2 separate regions of the Mus musculus genome follow, and region 1 is linked to region 2. Evidence: chromatin contacts called from public promoter capture Hi-C data. All regions are on one chromosome and are shown on one strand. The core of a region is the stretch at or near the end of the contact, and the rest is flanking DNA. Distances in the headings are between cores, read along the strand shown. Region 1 holds the start of B4galt2 (UDP-Gal:betaGlcNAc beta 1,4- galactosyltransferase, polypeptide 2). Region 2 overlaps Rnf220 (ring finger protein 220).

Region 1 (2,893 bases), core at 206-2,705, 530 kb before region 2:
TCTGTGTTCTGTATGTATGACACACTTGTCAGTAGACTAGCATGTCTAAATTCATATTTTCCAGTGTGTGAGTTTGTGACTTGGGTGCTTGACTGGGCTGACTCTTGGCGACACTAACACTGTCCATGGGACTTGTCTTCTCTGTTGTACAGCTGAGCTCCTTTGTTACTGTCCATGTCTGTTTGTCTGTCATAGTGTGTCTGTCCGTCTGTCCACCCACTGGCCTGCTGGTTCTGGTCTTGTCACTGGTCACTGTCCCTGCCTGATTTGTCCTGTTTTTCCTTTGCAGACCTCCAGAGTGAAGATGGGTGACTAGATGACCTGTATGGGTGGGGCCGTGCCCTACTGTTATTTATTGCTGGTTTTCCTGGGACAGCTGGAGCTGTGTCCCTCAGCCTTTCTGGGGCTTGGTGTTCAGGGTCTCCCCTGCACTCACCTCTTGCTGCCTGTTGACTCTGGAGGCATTGCAGTCCAGACTGAACCCCAGTGTGGGGAGTGGGCTGCTGATGGTGACTGTGTACAGCTGTGCACCTGTGCCCCCCTCAACCCCCATCCAGCCCATCTTCCTAGTGTTTGTGAAATAAACTTGGTATTTGTCCCAGTCAGTGAGGCTTCTGTTGGCCCCTTGCGACACCTTTCACAAAGGAAGGGGAGGACCTGTTCACTCACTCCAACCTCCTGTAACTTTCTGTCTACACATCATCTCTGCTCTGGACCTTGCTGGCTCCTGGGTGGCAGATCAGGGTGCTAGGCTGGCTGTAATGCTGGCACCTCTTCATTGAAGAGTCTGGGCTCTGAGATCCTCCTAGCCCTATGTCTTTGGACCCCTGTGCACTAGACCCAAACTCACTACAGCTAATTCTCCTCTCTGTCGCTATACTCCTGAAACTCCCCGCACCTGGATTTTCCTGGAGAACAGTGTTTTACATTTGATAGTCCAGTATGAACACCTAACCCTTCCAGAAACCTCTTCTATGGTCTTAGTTCCTAGGGCCTTGTTCAGCTCCGCCTATTCCTATACAATTCTTGATTCCAACACCACCCTAAATCTTACCCAACCTGCTTTTACCTAATAAGTCCTTTTCAGTCAACACCTTTAGGGGTCTTACCCAGCAGGCAGCCCTGGTTGGCTGACCTTGACTCATGCTCCCAGGAAAGAGTTGGCAAGGCCCTAACCCTCTGAATTGCCCACTATCCAGACCCCGTCCCAAATACCTGAAGGGCCTTAGCCATCCGGCTCCTGGTCTCTTCCCATCCCTAAAGCAAGCTGATGGAGGAACCTGATGGATTCCTGCGTCCTTCCTGGGTCTCAGGCATCCGCAAACGCACCTCCCCGCTGGCTGGGCCGCGCAGGGCCAACGGCAGGGGCGGGCGGCGGAGCGGCGCGCGGCGCGTGCGGGCGCACTGGAGGCGGGGGCCGCGGGGGCGCGCGCGCGGGCGCGCCGGCCTGGCCTGCCCCTCCGAGGAGCCGTAGCGCGGGAGGGAGGCGGCAGCGCAGTGGTCCGTCGGTCCGCCGGTCCGTGGGTCTGCCGGGCCCCGCCCTGCCTCCCGGGGCGGCTCGGCTCCATGGCCCGCGGCGGCGGCGGGAGGTGGCCCCGGAGCCTCGGGGACCGCTGACCGGGCGGTGGGGCCGGGCCATGGGGGACAGAGCCGTCCACAGCTGCTGGAGCCGGGATCCCTACCCGAGCTGGAGCGGCGCCCCCTGCTGAGCCCCGAGCGCTGCGAGAGAGGAGGGCGCGCGCGGCCCCCCACCCAGGGCCCCGACATTCCAGACCCGGCCCGGCTAGGGGGCCGCCCGCGCGCCGTCACAGATCCCAGCCCAGGACCCGGTGAGCGAGGCACCGGCGCTGCCCCCGGCCTGGCTGCACCCCACCCTACCCCCATCCCGCTAGCCTCCTGGGCTCCGGCGTCCGCCCCCATCCGGCCTCCCTCATTGTCCTCGCTCGCCCCGGCCTTGTGTCTCGCAGAGGCGCTCGGCCCCGGCCCCACTTCCACATCCCCCACTGCATGCACCCCTCCCCAGGGCTCCACACCCACCTGTCCTACTGCCTCCCCCGTCCCGAGGTGCCACGTGTTCAGCCTCCCAGCCCCGCCCAGACGCACCCCTCAGTTTGGTGGCTAGCCTGACCCAGAGCCCCTGCCCTGGAGGGAGGGGTTGGGAATACTTGCACGTGGGTCTGGGTGTATGGCTACGCTTGTATAAGTCCGAGCCGCGGTTTGTTGATATATGTGGCTCCGTATGTTACTGTCACCCCAAGTGTGTCTAGCTCTATATGTAGGTCTCTGTGTGTCCCTTGAGTGTGGATGCCGACTGCTGGTACTAAAGCAGTCTATGTGATTTTGTGACTGTTTGAGATATTCTGCTCTCAGGAGCATGGCCAGAAGTATTTTTTGACCTTTTGGAACTACAGGGGAGACCTGGTTCGAGCAAGGGCACCCCCAGCCCCCACCACCTCTGCCAGTGTATGAACTTTACTCCTCTAGGGTCCAAGTGTACCCCATTTCAGGAATCAGAACTAGCTTTGCTAATCAGGCTCCAGAGCTAGCTAGCTAGCCTGAAATCTTAGGTGAGGGGCTCTCTATTGCTTGCCCCACGGGGTATGCTCTTGCCCCTTGTTCCAGTGGGAAGGACCTGTTTAAACATCTCTCCTTTTTGGGTGGAGGGCACTCTTGAGTGCTGAAGGCTCCTTCTCAGCCTGGTCCTAGTTGGCTAGGCCTGCTTGCTGTTGGGACCTGAGTGCTCAAACTGGCCATGGGTCTAAGTGACTTCCCTTCATGGCCCTCGGAAGGACTAAATGAAGTCATAGTATAAAGAATTCCTTACGTGATGGGCACTCAGTAAGTGATCCATTCTCTAAACCATGTGTCCTGTGTTGAGGATTCTGTCCTGTGA
Region 2 (2,807 bases), core at 246-2,745:
CTGTGTTGTGATGACACAGTCTGGGAGCAAGCTTTGTGCTGGTTGGACCTTCCAGCCACCAGGGTTGTGAGTCAAATCAACTTAAAAATGGAAACAAAACAAAATCTGGGGTCTCACTGTGTTAACCCTGTCTGACCTGGAGCTCAGAGATCTGTCTGCTTCTGCCTTTAGAGTGCTAGGATTACAGGCATGTACCACCACACCCAGCTCTATCTTTCCCCCCTAAAATAAAGTGGCTAGCCTTAGGTAATGTGTTACAGCCACACAAACAGACTACTATGGTCTGTGTGAAGATGGTGACACCACACTAGGCCAGTTTCATTGGGAAGGAGGGATGGTAAGGGATAAAACAGCTCAGCAGGAGATTGTGTGGGGAATCTGCTAAATGTAGGGAATGAAGGAGGAGCTACCCACCTCACAAGAAGAGGAGAGACATGGGGAAGGCCTCCTCTGCATAGGTCCAGAGCAGTGCCTAGTCCAGAGCGCTGTACAGAGCTGTAGCTGTAAAAGCCATGTGTCGGCTCCTGCCTCTGATGCTGAGGCTGCCGACACCTGCTCCCAGGCCTTGATGACTCCATCTCCAGCCCCTCCCTCTGCCTCCCTGACGTTGGAGGTGATTAGTAATAAAACTTTAACAAGCAGCCATAGGTGCGTCTCCCTGTCACTTTTATGAGGCCATTTCCTGAGCAAAGATATAAGAGTGCCTTCAGTCTCTCCTGGCCACCTTGGTGCTGCCAAGTGTTCAGATTCAGATTCAGACACCTGCAGGGGCTAAATGTGGGTATCTGGGGAGACCAGAACACCCTCAGCTCAAAGAAGTCCAGAAAGTCAGGCTGCGTCCTTGTTTGTCCCAAAGGGCTCTTTGGAAATCTTGGCTGGGAAACCTGGAGCCATTGAACTGCCTGGGCCATTGTAATTCGGACAGGATCTTTCCCGTCATCCTGTCCGTCTCTACTCCAGGTCACCCGTGCCTCTCTGTCCTCTCTGATAGTTGCTGTCCTAGCTGGGTTGTTCAGTTATGTACCTGCCCAGTGCATCAGAGAGAATCCTGGGGGGCCCACCCAATGTTCACGCGTGCTTCTTATGCTTGGTGGGTGAGTAGTGACTTGAATGAGCCTCAGAATGGCCGGTACCTACCCAAGTAGCCAAGACACATCGTGTTTCAGTTCTCCAAAGCATGAGACAAGTACCATGCTGGGAATGAATGGGCAGAGCACTTCTTGAGGCTGGGGTATGGGAGAGAGCTGAGGGCAGTTTAATTCAGGAGAGTTCTGTTAGCTGGGTCAGAGAAAAGCTAGCTCCTTCCTCCCTGGCAGGGTCCCAGGTCCTCGGGGACAAGGTTGATCTGGGCTTGCCTGAGCTGAGCCTCCTCCAACTGGGCCAAGTGGAGACTGAGCCATCAAGCCCCTGCGGGAGGAGGGAACTGAAGGGACATAGTTCCCACAGTGAGGACTCCAGGCAGGACCTTCCCTCCCCTGGCCCTGGTGGTGCCTCTTTCAAGGCCATCCAGGGAAGTGGGGCCAGGTGAACAGGAAGTGGGAAGCTGCTGTGTTCAACTCTGCTGACTCCTCCCCTCATTCTTGAAATTCTCTGGGCCTATGTTGTTTCCTTCCTTCCTGTAGAAAGACATAATGCTAGGACCTTTAACGCTGGCTTCAAACCTTAGCTCACACAGGAACCCCTTGATGATACCTTAGGCACATTGCTCTCTCTGAATCGCTTTCTCTTGTGTGAAAACTAGAGCTTTTGGGACCTCCTTCCAAAGGCTATTGAAAACTGTGAGAGCCAACCTTGAGAGAAGCCGACCACTCGGCAGCCCTTCCCCCACCCTCTCTATCCTCTTCCATCCGTTCTTCCATCCGTTTTTCCAGCTGTGCTCTTGGCTGCTTTACTTCCAATATCTCCGAGGCTGGCATCATCGGTGTCTTCCTTTTAAGACTCCTGTGCGTCCCCCACATCCACAGGTGTCCAGTGGATTCCTTTACACATCATTCATTGGCTCTTTGTCTCTTGGAACTCTATTGGGCCTCATGGATTCAGAACTTACAGCTTCATGGGGGAAATTAAAACTGACCTCAGTGGGAGAAACTACACAGGGTTATAGTTGAAGTAATCTTCCAAGAGTGTGGGCACTAAGGGACAAAGTGGGGTGGGGAGCAGAGAACGTTAAATGTGAAAGGTAATAAGAGTGTTCTCAGAGTGCTCTCTGCTCCCGTGCACCGTTTTGCCCTGCTCGGTGTCATCTTTTGCTTGGACCATTGTGGTAGGCAGCACATCCAGAGAGCTACAGCCTTGGCTCATCATTGGACTTTCCTAGTCCACATACACACCCCACCTCCAACTTTTGGTCTCTCTCTCTCTTTCACACACACACACACACACACACACACACACACACCACCTCTAACTTTTGGATAAGATGTAAGGTCTTAGGTATCACTCCAGTGCTGTTCAGGCTCCCCTTGGGGAATAGAGGTGGGTGGTGATGAGAGGCCTCAGGCAGTGGTGAACCTGTGTGACTACTCATTTTAATGGGAGGAACAAAAGCTGTTTAAACCTTTGAGGGGGCAAGTTGCAGCTTTGGGGAGAGTGTACATTATTGGCCAGGGCCTGGGTGCTGGAGATGCCTCAATAGCGTAAGGAGAAATTCCAAGTGCTGCTGGATAGGACCTGTAAGGGAAAGAGGATGCTTAACCTGGCCTCTGGGCCATGTGACCTCTGTTGGTGGGGCACGGGTGGGAACACAGAGCTAAGAGTGCCAGAGGGGTATTGATCCCACTCCTGCAGATCTCAGGACAAGATTTCCG

Evidence for each region. Promoter capture Hi-C pulls out the DNA fragments that hold promoters and counts their contacts.
Region 1: a contact with region 2 is called in a promoter capture Hi-C map of embryonic stem cells, with 2.7 times the contacts expected there. The contact joins the promoter of B4galt2 here to the enhancer-like site in region 2. A contact is called at or near these places in 7 of 39 promoter capture datasets (the C10 cell line, embryonic stem cells, fetal liver and 4 more).

The regions. Positions count from the first base shown.
Region 1 is chr4:117,882,038-117,884,930 of GRCm38.p6, reverse strand. It overlaps B4galt2 (UDP-Gal:betaGlcNAc beta 1,4- galactosyltransferase, polypeptide 2), which reads left to right and starts at 1,455. Exons shown (of 8, transcript NM_017377.5): 1 at 1,455-1,829. It overlaps Atp6v0b (ATPase, H+ transporting, lysosomal V0 subunit B), which reads left to right. Exons shown (of 8, transcript NM_033617.3): 8 at 290-601. The coding sequence ends at 316. Gm12841 (predicted gene 12841) reads right to left here and starts at 1,381. Exons shown (of 4, transcript NR_168719.1): 1 at 1,216-1,381.
Region 2 is chr4:117,355,064-117,357,870 of GRCm38.p6, reverse strand. All of the region lies in intron 2 of Rnf220 (ring finger protein 220), which reads left to right. Among named protein-coding and RNA genes, the nearest start is that of Gm40231, 37 kb to the right of the region's middle. Within about 2 kb of position 1,495, at least 31 of the 459 cell types and tissues checked have an H3K27ac peak or open chromatin away from gene starts, as enhancers often do. A contact at or near this core is called in embryonic stem cells, where this site is marked.